3 separate regions of the Mus musculus genome follow, and all the other regions are linked to region 1. Evidence: chromatin contacts called from public HiChIP or PLAC-seq and promoter capture Hi-C data. All regions are on one chromosome and are shown on one strand. The core of a region is the stretch at or near the end of the contact, and the rest is flanking DNA. Distances in the headings are between cores, read along the strand shown. Region 1 holds the start of Cyba (cytochrome b-245, alpha polypeptide). Region 2 overlaps Ankrd11 (ankyrin repeat domain 11). Region 3 overlaps Gm26812 (a long non-coding RNA gene).

Region 1 (4,399 bases), core at 1,269-3,768:
TCAAACGGTGAGTGTGACCTCATGCCAATAGGGTGTTAATCCCACAGCCACCCATAGGCCTACTTGAGGTCTCTAGTTTCTGCATCTGTGGGTGGAGGCAGCCTCACCCCTACACCCTCCTCAGGCCCAGGTCTCAGGCTTTGGCTGTTTGGGATCCCTGGCAGCAACAGCTCTTGGCAGCTGGAGGGACTGATGCTCTATGACAATCTTGCTAGGGTGCTGACTCCTGCCTTCTTCAGTACGAAGACCCTGGAGCAGCCTCAGGAAAAGCTTCCATGCTGTTCTGGACATCCCCAGACTCCAGGTCCCTCTCCCACTCTTTAAATAGTATTGGTGTTTTGCTATGCTGGGCTTGAAGCTCGGCTACATATTAACCTTCCTGTTTTGCTGGTCAGCTTTAAGGGTGCACTCTGCAGGAGGGAAGGGTACTTTGTCACACATTCACTCGGCCTGCTACCCATAGTCCTTAGGGACTCATGTCCTCACTGTGAGCTTCTGCTACACTGACCACCATGAGTGGGAGGGGTCATTCTTTACCCAACAGGGAGACCCAAGGACTGATTCTCAAGCCCCTGGCTTGCTGAAGTGATACACTGTAACAGAGGGTTCAATCCCAGGGAAGCCCACTATCTGAGGTTGATGTCTCAGCAGGTGGCATCTGAGTCAAGACTGAAAAGGAGGCATCAGCTGTGACCCCAGCCAATTGTACAAAAAGCCCCCCCCCCCCGCCCCCCTCCCCGTGCACATTCAGGAAACTCAGAGACAGAGAAGGAGCAACCTAGCAAGGAAGGCAGGAAGAGCCCAGGAGACAAGCAGGGGGGTCAGGAACGGGCTTTCGTCTTGAGATGGAGCCAGGTAATGGGGCCAGAACAGATGGAATTTTCTGTGATTTAGAAAAAAACAAAATAGGGGGCTGGAGAGATGGCTCAGGGATTAGTAGCGAGGGTTGCTCTCCAAGGGACCTGAGTGGGGTTCTCAGCACCCGCATCAGGCAGTTCAGAGCCACCCGTATGTAACACCAGCTCCATGGGTTCCAATACCCTCTTCTAGCCTTTGTCTGCAAGCGCCCCCGCACTTACACACATGGCCAGACACACACACAATCTGAAAAAAATCAAATGTTAAAAAAACAAAAGGAAACAAAGTACATCCCTGTTGATTGGACCTAGACAGTTCAGAACCTTCCCAGGACAGTTGTGCTTTCCCGTAAAAAGAAAAGTTAGCGGAAGTCACACTCGGTGGAGAAAGTAAGTGGCCACAGCCTGTGACTCCTCAGCACAGGAGACTTGTGTCAGCCTGAACACCCTGAACAATTAGCTGAGGCAGTACATAGAGACCTTAGCACACACGAGGACAGGAGACACTGCATGGACAGCGCTCGCCAGGTCTTCCCACCCTTAGGTGTGTCTGGCACCCCCACTTCCTGGAGGTAACTTTTGAAACCGTCCATAGTGGTCACAGGACAAACCACTACTGGCAGGAGGCTGGGAAGGGTAAGAAGGGAGACTGCAGGTGGGGGAGGGGCGCCATTTTCAAAAGGTTGGGGTTGCAAGGCCTTCCACGGGAGCTTCCAGCGTGGGCTGGGGGAGATTTCTCTATCACCTCTTCGATGCGCTATTCCCGGGTGAGTGGAGGGGGGTCTGGGCCATCCTCCCTGCCCTGGCAGGTCTTTTCTGGCTCCCTTCGGCTTTGAGGCATGTCTGCAGTTTCTAGTCTCAGGCCTGCTGCTCATGGTCTGGTCTATTAGGTTCCTTTCCTGGTACAGTGAAGCCCAGGGGTCCCACTGCCCCTTGGCAAACCTCCCAGACAAGCTGAACTGTTCAAGCCACGGCCAGTGTCAACCTGACTAAAGACTAGTGTCCTGCATCTTAACTCGGCAGGCCATCAGGGCTAAGATCACTCTGAGGGGTGTCCAGACTCTTGTGAAATAGTTTCTGCGCACACTTCGCTTGTGGGATGGAGCCGATTGCTCCTCTAGGATGAGCTTAGCTCCTATCCCAGGCCCCTCGGGGAGAAGCCGGAGCCCGAGTGACCTCAAGGCCAGAGTCCCAACTCCTGGCCAAGTGGGCTGTGCGCAGAAGAGGGTCTTCCGGGGGTTTTCCTAACCAGGCGGGAAACCACCGAGTGAATGTCTCTTCCCCAGCTGTAAGCAACTTCCTCCTCTGAGGTCCCAGCGCGGACCCAACAGGGTGCAGGGCGGGGTCGCCTCTAGAACAGGCGGCCGAGCACGGCCTGCAGCGGCCACCGCCCGTCCTGTGCCCGGAGGCCCCGGTAGGTCTCTCCGAGGATCCGCGCTTTGAGGTCCGCAGAACCAGCCCGAGCCCTGCTTCCCCCGCGGTGCCCCACGGGTCCTGAGCAACCCCTCCACCCGCAGCCCACCTCACTCACTCAGGCCAGACGCCAGCGCCTGTTCGTTGGCCCACATGGCCCACTCGATCTGCCCCATGACGAGGACCCTGCGCACACGCAGCAGCCCGGTCCAACTCTGCAGCCCACTTCGCAAGTCCTCACTGATCGGCCCGCCCCCTGCTCAGGCCCCGCCCTGTCGGGCTGTGCCCCAGAGGCCTCCTCTGCACCTTCCCTTTGAGCCTTGGTGGGTGGGACAGTCTCCCCATCGACCTCTCTCTCCAGCTGGAAAGTACCAGGGCCACTTGTGACTGCTTGTGACTTGTGACCGTACCCCCCCAGGGCCAGAGGCGTAAGTCACTTCATCCACCTGCTCCTCTAGTTATCAGATAAAGGCTGCTCCCTAAAAGGAGATGAGGTTACTTCCGACCCACTGTGAGCTGGGGCAGGTGTGTGTCCTGGGTCACGTGACTACGGGGTGGGGGTAGGGGACCATAGTGTGCAAGGCTGGGAAAACCCAGAAAGCAGGGGACAGAACACCGGAACACCGTTGTTCTGTTGTCTCTTTCCTCTGGCCTAGACCAGCTCCAGCAGCTGTTGCATGTATGCTGGGGTATGACTTAGGGTGGTCACAAGGTGGCAGGAGACTCTCACGGGGCTGGCTTGTGGGCAGTGGGAAGTGTTCCTGGCAGGACCCACTTCAGCCCCCACCTCTCCACTACATAGGGAAACAAGACTGAACTCAATGGCGGGTAGGACCCAGCAGATCAGTAGACCAGAGACCCTAAAGCGCTGGTTTAGGAAGAAAGAAGAAAGCACAGCCCACACGGGCAGGCAGGAACAGCACACTTTATTCCTGTGGTCCTCAGGTCCACTGACTGCACCCTCATGAGGCACCCACACACACAATGGACCCTACCTGTGGGCTCGACAGCCCCTACCCTCACCAGGAGGCTTTATAAAGAAACTGTGGCCTGAGTCTCAGCAGAGAGGCACCGCTGTCTGAGCCATCACGCTTAGATGGTTACTGAGGCCCTCAGAGCATCTTGGGGGAGGGGGGAGGCACCGACTCCCCATCCCTGATGAGCAGCTGTCTGGAGTGCTGGAAGGTCCATCGAGTGGGTCAGCTAGCCCTTCAGAAACCAGCGGGGAACCGGAGGCACTTGAGAGGGGTTCCCGTGATCGCCTAGATGGCTGCCCATCACACTCGACATCCCCCAGTATAATCGATCATCAAGCAGCCCTTCAGGAGAGGCTGACCAGCAGGCCAGCTCCCGAGTTCCAGTGGGCAACCCCTTTCTCCAAATGGCACTGGACGTGGAAGAGGTCAAAGGTCCCGTTGTGGCAGTCCATCCTGGCCTAGCAGATGATCATGAGTGTCGTCTAGGACTTGAGGTCCTGGTCCGACCTGGGGGGAGAAAAATCAGTGTCCAGTCATGGGGTGCGGCAGTAGCCGCTGCTCCGGAGACTTTACAGGTCAGAGACTCTAAGGCAGGATTAGATTGGGGGGGGTGGTGAGACACGGGTGGGTCCCTTCGTGGTAAGTCCACACCAGCTTGCGCAGGATGAGCCTCTCAAGCTGCCTGGGGTTCCATTCCGGGCTAGATTGTGGGGATCTTAGTGACCCTCATCTCGTGTGAAAGGAGGGACCCAGAGCAAGCCTCTTTGAGCAGGATCAGGAGACGCGGGGATGCTGGCGTGCTTGTGGTGGGTTACATCCTGAGAGCAGATTCCCAGGGACCCCAACATCTACCTCTCCTGGCAAGTGACTGCTTTTTATCATCTTTCTGTCCAGAGTACATAACCCTCACATCCCGCCCCCGCTCTCCTCTACGAGTTGTCCCTAAATGACCACTGAGGGGAAATGAGTAAACCAGACAGTGTCCAATGACTCTGAGCCTAAGAACGCCATGTGGCTACTTCCGTGCCGTGGCTGATGTGGGCTTCTGCCTCCGCCCTGAGACACAGTGGGGGAGGCTTGGATCCTCCCTCCCTCCGGCAGGTAAGGGGGTGCCTGCCGTGTGTACTGGCCTCACCTGAGTGGCAATGATGT
Region 2 (4,399 bases), core at 1,021-3,520, 590 kb after region 1:
TGAAAGAATGAGGTGCACTCAGCCTCTCAACCCACACAGCTGTGTGCTCTTTCAAACAACCGCATTTGTAATTCATCACACAGCAGCTAAAAACAAACAGACCCCCACGCAACATATCCTCCTGCCACCTTCCATACACAAACTACATTAGCATAGATGGCCAAAGGGGCACCAGCCATGCAGGCACTGGTCCAAGGGCAGAACCTGAGAGCACAGTTTGTGCTTTCATGACCTACTGCTCATCCTACCAAATGTCACTATAAACTACCCCAGAGTTTCAAACAATTACTATAGTCCAAGAGTTGTTCTTTTAATAAGTTTAACACAGTGCAGATTTACAAATTAAAATACGTCACCAGCTTTAACTTCCAAAACATACATAATGGCCCAAAATTCATCAACAGAAATTCAAAAAAACTCTTAAAATTTAAAGTGCAGTAATATGGCTGAGCAGGTTAAAGGTGTTTGACCACCAGAGTTCAAACTCAAGATGGAAGAACTGATTGCCCAAATTTGTCTTCTGACCTCCACATGTGTGTACACACACACACACACACACACACACATACATACACACACTTATATACACACCATACACATACACACACACACACACACACACTTATATACACACCATACACAGTAATAATAATAAAGTAAAAGCCCAGCAGTGGTGGATCACACCTTTAATTGCAGCACTTGGGAGGCAGAGGCAGGCGGATTTCTGAGTTCGAGGCCAGCCTGGACTACAGAGTGAGTTCCAAGACAGCCAGGGCTACACAGAGAAACCCTGTCTCAAAAACAAGTCAATCAGAGCACTGTAGGGATGTCTCAGTTGTTAGGAGCACTGACTGCTCTTCCAGAGGAACCGGGTTCAATTCCCAGCACCCACAGGACAACACAGAACTGTTTGTAATTCCAGTTCCAGGGCTATCTGACACAGACATATATGCAGGCAAAACACCAATGACCATAAAATAAAAATAAATTAGAAAATAAATAAATAAACCTTTGAATGAGCATCCATGAGGATTTCTAAAAAACAATATTAAAGTTAGCCTTTAAACAAGAATTCATGCAGATGAACTCAACCCTTACTAATTTTCTCTCTCCTTTCTTGAATAGACACTGAATAGTACACCTGGGTAGTACAGGGGGGCAAATGGCTTATTGGGAAACTTCACAACTGGGGACTAATTTTACATGTTATTCATGAAGTCATTTTTCAATAGACTCTCCTGATTGCTTTCTCTGCAGGATTATCTTACAGAAGAGAAAAAACCTACAACATTCTTGAATAGCCACTGGAGCTAGACATACAAACTAACTCCCAGGTAAGAAGAAAGCCATGAGCACTCCACTGGAGGACAAAGCTGACAAACAGCACCTAGATAAGGAGAGAATGTGACTTCTCTCTAATGGAGCAGGTTCTGATGTTCTTGTGACCGTCAGGTGAGATGTTCCCTCCCTCCCTCCAGGGAAGTGGGAAGTGGAAAGGCCCACAACCCAGCACTGCATCAGCAGTCACTAACACCTCAGCTGTTTCTATAGCAACCAGGAAGAAAACATAAAACTCCCAGCTTTATATATTGTTCTCTATTACAATGAAATATTGAAGTCAGGCAAGGAATTTTGACAAGGAACCAAGTAGACCGTATCTATAACATTAATGCTAATTTTTTATTCACCACCCACATGGAACTGATTTTACCTTCAATTCTAAAGTAAATCATTATTCACATCAGGAATATGAAAATTACTTATGAGCAATAAACATTTCTATCTAGAAAAAAAATCTCGAAGCCAGGCGTGGCAGCACACAGCATCACCCCAATGCCTGGGAAGCGGAGGCGGGAGGACCAGTGCTCCAATGCCAGTTCCACAGAATAAAGACTGAGGGCGCGAGTTACACAAGACTAGGAGTTGGTTTGTTCTTGTTGTTCTTGTTGTTGTTGCTGCTGTTGCTGTTTTTAAAGCCGGGCATAGTGTCCCACCATGGGTTTTAATTAATCCAATCACTGGAGAATCAGAGAGAGGTAGGTGGGTGAATCCATGAGTTTGAGGCCAGCCTGGTCTACACAGTGAGTCCCCGGACAGCCAGTTACATAAAGCCCTGTTTCAAGAGCAAAGGAAAAGAAAAAAGAACTCCAACTCAGTACTTCAACTAATCACACAAACACATGTACAAAGAGGCTGGCAAGATGGCTCAGCAAGGACATTTGTACCTTGATGTCAACTCCCAGAGCACACATTGTGAAAGGAGAGAGCTCACTCTCCCCAGTTGTCCTCTGACCTCCACACACGAGCTGTGGCATATGCACACCCATACTCATGCACACCCATATTCATGCATTCATATTCTCTTCTTCTGTCAATAAAAAAACTGTACAACACAAATCAAACCCAAACACTCTATGCCATAGCCTTAATAATCCACAAGCAGGATGGTCACTCTTCCTCACACAGGCAGAATCACAGCTCTTACTACAAGAATGTTAGTATTTCTTACTATCCTCTGGTTCTAGACTATTTATAGAACAGAAAAGTGATTGCTGTGTAACAATGTAATTCACAAGCCAACAGGAAAAAAATACAAACCAAAACCTGGCACATCAGGAGAGGCAAATCCAACCAGCACACCTGCCTCTAACCAGTTGGGGCAGGCAAGTTGCAACACTGTCCTGACTCAGCTAGGCGTGGCTCCCCAGCCCAGTAGTTACAAAAGCACACACACAAAGCCTTTAGGGATAAGTCTCCATAAAAGGTCTTTTCACTGGAGCAACAGTGGTTTGGTTCCTAAGTAAAGAGGCTCTATGTACCACTGCCTATATGACCAGCCACCCACCAGAGCCCAGGCCACAGCCAGTACCACCAAAACACAAAGCTGCTCTTCTCTCCCATCCATTTGGACTATCCAAGAACCACTTTTCCCTTGCATCCAGACCCACTTCTGATCTTGAGTCTAAGTGCATTTACTGGTAGTAAAGCTGACTGAACTCAAGGATCCTATGCACACTTATGCAATGCTTTATTTCATGTTCCCTTCTGCCTTTTCAGGCACTGTTCTACACAGAGGCAAACCCATTCCCTTGATACACATGAATATCAGGAACTCATCAGCACTTTTTAGGCAGAGACAGAAGTGCTATCAAATCCAAGTAAAACGCAATCCCCAGCCTTGCAAAACCTTTCACTTTCAGGTTACCAGGTAGTCGTGGATTTCAAACATCTGACCCACAATGAATTCAAGAAAAGCAGAACACACAGGAGATACATAGAGTCTTTTAAGCTGGATTTGAAGATCTAGTTCCAGGGGTTCTGTCATTTTCTAGCTTCTGGGGATATCTACACACATATATCAAATAATCATAAACACACATCATTTAAAAAAATAAAAATATAAAACTGCCCGGCGAGCCAGTGCATTCTTTTTTTTTTTTTGGGGGGGGTTTTGTTTTGAGACAGGGTTTCTCTGTGTAGCCCTGCCTGTCCTGGAACTCACTCTGTAGACCAGGCTGGCCTCGAACTCAGAAATCCACCTGCCTCTGCCTCCCCAGTGCTGGGATTAAAGGAGTGTCCCACCACCACCAGGCTCCAAGACAGGTTTTTAAAAAGCAATTACTGTATATCTACAACTCTGTGTGTGTTTGTATGCACAGAAAAAAAAAATCCGTCTGCATACTCTGTAATTTAGTAATTACTAATAAAAATATTGACTATGAAAACCAGAAGTGGGAAAAGATGGCGGGGGGGTGAGAAACCTGTGTTTGAGTGGAGTGTACATGACCCAACAAGTCACCGTGTGCCTTAAGGGTGGCTGTGAATGTTCCAGAATGTCCAGACTGTGTGCAAAATACATGTGTGTCTCAATGGGAAAAACAAACAAAAAAGAAAGAAAAAAAGAAAACCAGAAGTAAATTCTCTAGGATTTATAGCAAGTGGATTTTTGCTCTTACGTTATTTTTTGTGGTACTGGGAACTGAATCTGGAAACTTACACATGCTAAACACTTAAGTACTCTACCATCACCCCAGCCTAGCATGCTTTTACCACAGTCTGGAATTCCCTGTAGTGTCCCGGGCCTCTCCTTGCTCCTTAAGTCTGTCTGAGTCACTACAGGAGCTGAGGAGTAGAAGTCATGCTCTTGGCTCCACATTATGCTGGCATTCACCTTACACTATTACAAAGCATGTGACAAACATTCATAGGCCTGTACAGACTAGAATATAAGATGTGGTAACCTGCTGAAACACATGAGGCTTGAAGAGTGGGGGTAGCAGGCAGAAGCCTCGTCCATCAACATCTACAAAGTGTTAGGAAACAGTATGAGCCAGGGTATGGTAGTGCATGCCACTACCCAGAACATGGGAGGCAGAAGAGCTCACAGGCAGCCTGAGCT
Region 3 (4,399 bases), core at 1,230-3,729, 570 kb before region 1:
CGATAGAAGCCACCCTGCCCACACCTTCACTTGGCCCACTGAGACTTCGTGTGGAAATCTGACTTTCGGGACTGTAACAGAATCCATCTTCCCGTGTGTGTTTTGAGACAAAAGGAAAGATCATGGGTGGTGGGAAGCCATTGCTGGGGTCCAGCTGAGCTGGCTAGGTAGGAAGGGGAGCCACAGGAGTGCCTAGGAGGGAAACGCCCAGATGGTCAAGGAGTACTGACACGTCCTACGTCACTGTACACTGAGCATCACACAGTGCATGGGGACCGTGGCTGCTCTCAGCAGGTGGCAGAGCAGGGCCAAGAGGGAATCAAAATCTTAACCTCCTTCATGAACCAGAAGTAGCAATGGAAAAGAAATTCCAGGGAGGATGGGAGGTGGTGGCAGGCTCAGCATGGGCTGGGGGACATGGCGGCTCTCTCCCTCTGTCCTCCCTTACATATGGCCCCCCCTGGTCTGCACCTCTGTGCTCTAACTACCCCGGGGACCTTTCTGTTCTTACATGTCACTAATCAGAAAATTGGGCTGGAGAGATGGCTCACAGTTAAGAGAACTGGCTGCTCTTCCACAGGACCCAGTGTTAATTCCCAGCGCCCACAGGAAGCTCACAACCATCTGTAACTCTAGCACTAGGGGAATCCAATGCCCTTAGTGCCCGGCGAACGCATGATGCACAGGCATATATGCAGACAAATCCCCCATGCACATAAAGAATGGGGAGGAAGAGGAGGGGGGGCAAGGGGAGGAGAAGGGGAGGGGGATAGGGAGGAGGAAGAGAAAGAAGAAGGGGAAGGAAGAAGAGGAGGGGGAGAGAAAAAGGAGGGGGAAGAGGAAGAGAAGGAAGAGAAGAGAAAGAAGAAGAGGAGGAGGAGGGGAAGGAGGAGGAAATGGAAAAAAAAAAAACTCTTTGGGTCCCAAAGTCAGATACTTTCCATAGACCCCAACTGTATAACAAGACAGAGCCAGGTGTCAAGAAGAGCAGAGCCCAGGGCCACAGCACCAATGACGAGAGCTTGTGAGACACACTCACCTGCCACAGACTCACCAGTCCAACTGTGATCAGGGGTGTCCCCGTTAATGACAAAGGATCGTCAGCACACTCAATGAACCCCAGAACCACCACTTCCGGGCTCCCCCGTGACAGCTCTGGTTGCCAGGCACATCTGTCTCCACCTCTGTGGGTTTCCCTAGCAGGACATCTCGTGTCCCTGGCTCATGACACATGGTCCTTTGTGTCTGGCTTCTCTTCTCAAGCAGCAGGATTTCCAGGTTCCTCTACATTGTAACATGTGGCAGTGCTTCGTGGTTGAGTGATACTCTGTCAGATGGATGCACCGCAGGCCTAGGTTTGTTCCTGCTGCTGGGATAAAACACCTCAGCAACTTTAAGAAAATGTTTATTTTGATCCAGGCACCGTGGAGAAGTCCAGAGAGGATTGGGAGCAGCTGGTCATATCCACAGTCAAGAACAGAGAGAGAGTGAACATGGCTGCCCGTGCAGGACCCCGGACTTAGGGGATGGTACCGCCCACGGTAGGATAGATTTCTCTTATGGCAATGATCAATCAAGCCAAACCCTCACTGAGCCTCTTCCCTGATGATTCTAGCTTGTTTTGACAACTAAAACTTTTATGCTTGGTGTGTTTGTTTGTTTGTTTGTTTGTTTGTTTTTCCAAGACAGGATTTCTCTGTGTCCTGGAACTCATGCTGTAGACCAGAGTGGTCACGAACTCGGAAACCTGCCTACCCCTGCCTCCTGAGTGCTGAGATTAAAGGCATGCGCCACCACCTCCATAACAATCAAAATTTAACCTCTACAACTGTATGTGTTTGCCTACCCATCAGGGGATGGACATTTGGAATAGAACCAAGAAGGAACTGACCAAGTTATACCCTCGCTATCAGCAAGAAAATCTTAGAACAACTTGCCAATATGCTAAAAAAAAAAAAAAAAAAAATGCTAACCCAGAATTCCAAACTCAGGGGATAAAGTCAACAAGGTGTTTTCTGACGGAGGGAATTTGTGCCAAATCAGAGAATTATAATTCCCCCAGGAATCTCACGCTCAGAGAAGAAAAAGGCTAAATAAAGCCTTGGCCAGCTGGTAGGGACGCTTTTCTTCTGGAAAGAGACTTGCAACTTTCAGACCTCCTTACAGGAGAGTGCAGCTGAGACTACTATGGAGGGTTGTGATGGACAGGACCACACCCAGACCAGGACTGCTTAGTTATGCTCTCTCGCCTTCCATTTAGCCTAAGTCTTTTTTTCTTTTTTCTTTCTTTTTTTTTTTTTTTTTTTGGTTTTTTCGAGACAGGGTTTCTCTGTATAGCCCTGGCTGTCCTGGAACTCACTTTGTAGACCAGGTTGGCCTCAAACTCAGAAATCCCCCTGCCTCTGCCTCCCAGTGCTGGGATTAAAGGCGTGTGCCACCACCTCTCGGCTTAGCCTAAGTCTTAATGTCAGGAGCTCAAAGGCAGATCTGAGGGAAGTCCCGGGACTTCTCCCTCTCTCTCCCAAAGTGGCTACTGAACAAACGCCCCCCTTTCCAACTTTTCCCCATGAATGTGGCTCTTTCAGTTGGATTTCCAGGACAGAGGCTAAGTCTGAGTTGAAAAGGCTGCCCGAGACACAGCTTCAGACCCTAAGGTGAGTTACGTTGTAACTATTCCCAGGGCATTCACTCTCATAAGCTCCTGCTTGGTAACACAGGCTGAAGGGGGAGGGGAGCAGGGCGCGTGCCTGAGTTCTGAGACACTGTGAGAGGGTTCAGGGAAGGAGATGAAGTTTCCCCAGCCTGTGGTTCCAGCCCTCCCTGCCCAGACTTGCGAATGGAGAAGCTTTGAGGTAGCAGGAACAGGAAGCTAGTCTACCCCAGGGCACGGCAGCCCTTCCAGTTTTCTTTTTTTTTTTTTTTTTTTTTTTTTTTTTAAAAGAGAGAGAGAGAGAGGGCTTAGCTTTATTTATTTATTTATTTATTTATTATATGTAAGTACACTGTAGCTGTCTTCAGACACTCCAGAAGAGGGAGTCAGATCTTGTTACAGATGGTTGTGAGCCACCATGTGGTTGCTGGGATTTGAACTCCGGACCTTCGGAAGAGCAGTCGGGTGCTCTTACCCACTGAGCCATCTCACCAGCCCCCTTCCAGTTTTCTAAGCTGTTAAGTTTGAAGCTAATTCGTTCTGACAGGCTTCCTCCTGGGGCACACATTATTAAAGGGTGCTGCCCCACAGGAGGCGTGGCTGCTGGGCACCTTCTCTGTGTAAAGACGCAGACGCCCCATCCTTGGGGTTAATGGGGCCCAGGCCTGGGTATACAGACACAGAGGCAGGTGCCAGGTGTCTGCCCAGTGTACAGCCTGTGCTGCTGTATGGAGCAGACCTGCCTGCTGGAGAAGGAGGAAGGGAACATGTTAGGTGTGTGCGTCCTCTTGTCTCCACCTTTCATCAGCTCATTGGACTGTGGAAGGGAGAAAGAGAGATGCTCTGACGGGGGGGGGGGGCAGGCCCATACCAGAAGAGCAGAGAGAGGAGGGGCGGGGCAGGGCAGGGAGGGGCGGGTGTCTTGGCAGCTCCCAGAGCTGAGCTTCTCAACCCTGGGCACAAGCTGTTCTCATGGCTTATCTGAGCCTTGGCCCTAGCCAGCTCTTGATGTACAAAGCCAGGCATTAGCACACACGCGCTGATCAGAAGAGAGTACTGTCCCTAGCCTTTCTTGCTTGTGCCTGTCTTTGCTGGAGGCCACTTGTTACCCAGCCCTGTCTTTCTCCTACCCAAAGGCTTCTTCTCCAGCCCTGTGCATCCGACCCGAGGCTTCTGTGGCCTGGGTTTGCCTGGGGACTTTTGGGTGGTAGACAAACAGAAACAGTCCTCTGTGACCACCGGCTGGAGTGTACCTGGTTTCTGCTCCTTCAAGGTCTGTTGCAGGCTGGTTTCCCATGATGTCCTTATACCATGGATGTGCCTCAAACCCAGTGCCATGGCAGGAGAGGGTGGGGCTCTGGATAGTGCAAGGACACAGACCATCAGCCACGCACCCCACTTAGCTCCCAGGTTTGTTGAATGAGGCAGGAGCGAGCATGCCCTTTCCCCCTGGGCTCCATGCAGTGCGCTCCCCTAATCGTGCCCTACGAGCGAGCACCTGTGTGGCTGGAAATATCAGGTGTAAGGCACTGGTTGCTGGTCTGAGCTGCTCTGACACGACCACCCTCATCTGGTGGCAGACAGCAGCTCATTGTGAGTTGTGTGTGACTACAGACACTGCTCCCAGGGAGGCAGAGGAGGCTAGAGGTCAATGAGACGCCTTCGAGGGACCAGGTACCAGAACCGCGGGAGCCAGAGGTATCTGTCTGTATTTTGATAAGAGACCTTGGTGATGCCTAAGGCTGGTCA

What was found. Promoter capture Hi-C pulls out the DNA fragments that hold promoters and counts their contacts. HiChIP or PLAC-seq counts read pairs in DNA pulled down with a chosen protein or histone mark.
Region 2: a promoter capture Hi-C map of neutrophils shows a contact between it and region 1, with 4 times the contacts expected there. The contact joins the enhancer-like site here to the promoter of Cyba in region 1. A contact is called at or near these places in 2 of 39 promoter capture datasets (embryonic stem cells and neutrophils) and 3 of 115 datasets of contacts at active chromatin or transcription factors (astrocytes, effector CD8 T cells and neural tube).
Region 3: an H3K27ac HiChIP or PLAC-seq map of bone marrow-derived dendritic cells shows a contact between it and region 1, with 2.7 times the contacts expected there. The contact joins the enhancer-like site here to the promoter of Cyba in region 1. A contact is called at or near these places in 2 of 39 promoter capture datasets (both in embryonic stem cells) and 4 of 115 datasets of contacts at active chromatin or transcription factors (bone marrow-derived dendritic cells, embryonic stem cells, pancreatic cancer cells and 1 more).

Annotation. Positions count from the first base shown.
Region 1 is chr8:122,430,422-122,434,820 of GRCm38.p6, forward strand. It overlaps Cyba (cytochrome b-245, alpha polypeptide), which reads right to left and starts at 2,519. Exons shown (of 6, transcript NM_007806.3): 1 at 2,389-2,519. The coding sequence starts at 2,446. It overlaps Mvd (mevalonate (diphospho) decarboxylase), which reads right to left. Exons shown (of 10, transcript NM_138656.2): 9 at 4,383-4,399; 10 at 3,175-3,754. The coding sequence ends at 3,674.
Region 2 is chr8:123,018,786-123,023,184 of GRCm38.p6, forward strand. The region is part of intron 1 of Ankrd11 (ankyrin repeat domain 11); the gene reads right to left. Among named protein-coding and RNA genes, the nearest start is that of Ankrd11, 21 kb to the right of the region's middle. Within about 2 kb of position 2,271, at least 115 of the 459 cell types and tissues checked have an H3K27ac peak or open chromatin away from gene starts, as enhancers often do. A contact at or near this core is called in embryonic stem cells and neutrophils, where this site is marked.
Region 3 is chr8:121,858,677-121,863,075 of GRCm38.p6, forward strand. It overlaps Gm26812 (a long non-coding RNA gene), which reads left to right. Exons shown (of 4, transcript XR_879277.2): 2 at 1,420-1,541. Among named protein-coding and RNA genes, the nearest start is that of Gm26812, 9.0 kb to the left of the region's middle. Within about 2 kb of position 2,480, at least 62 of the 459 cell types and tissues checked have an H3K27ac peak or open chromatin away from gene starts, as enhancers often do. A contact at or near this core is called in bone marrow-derived dendritic cells, where this site is marked.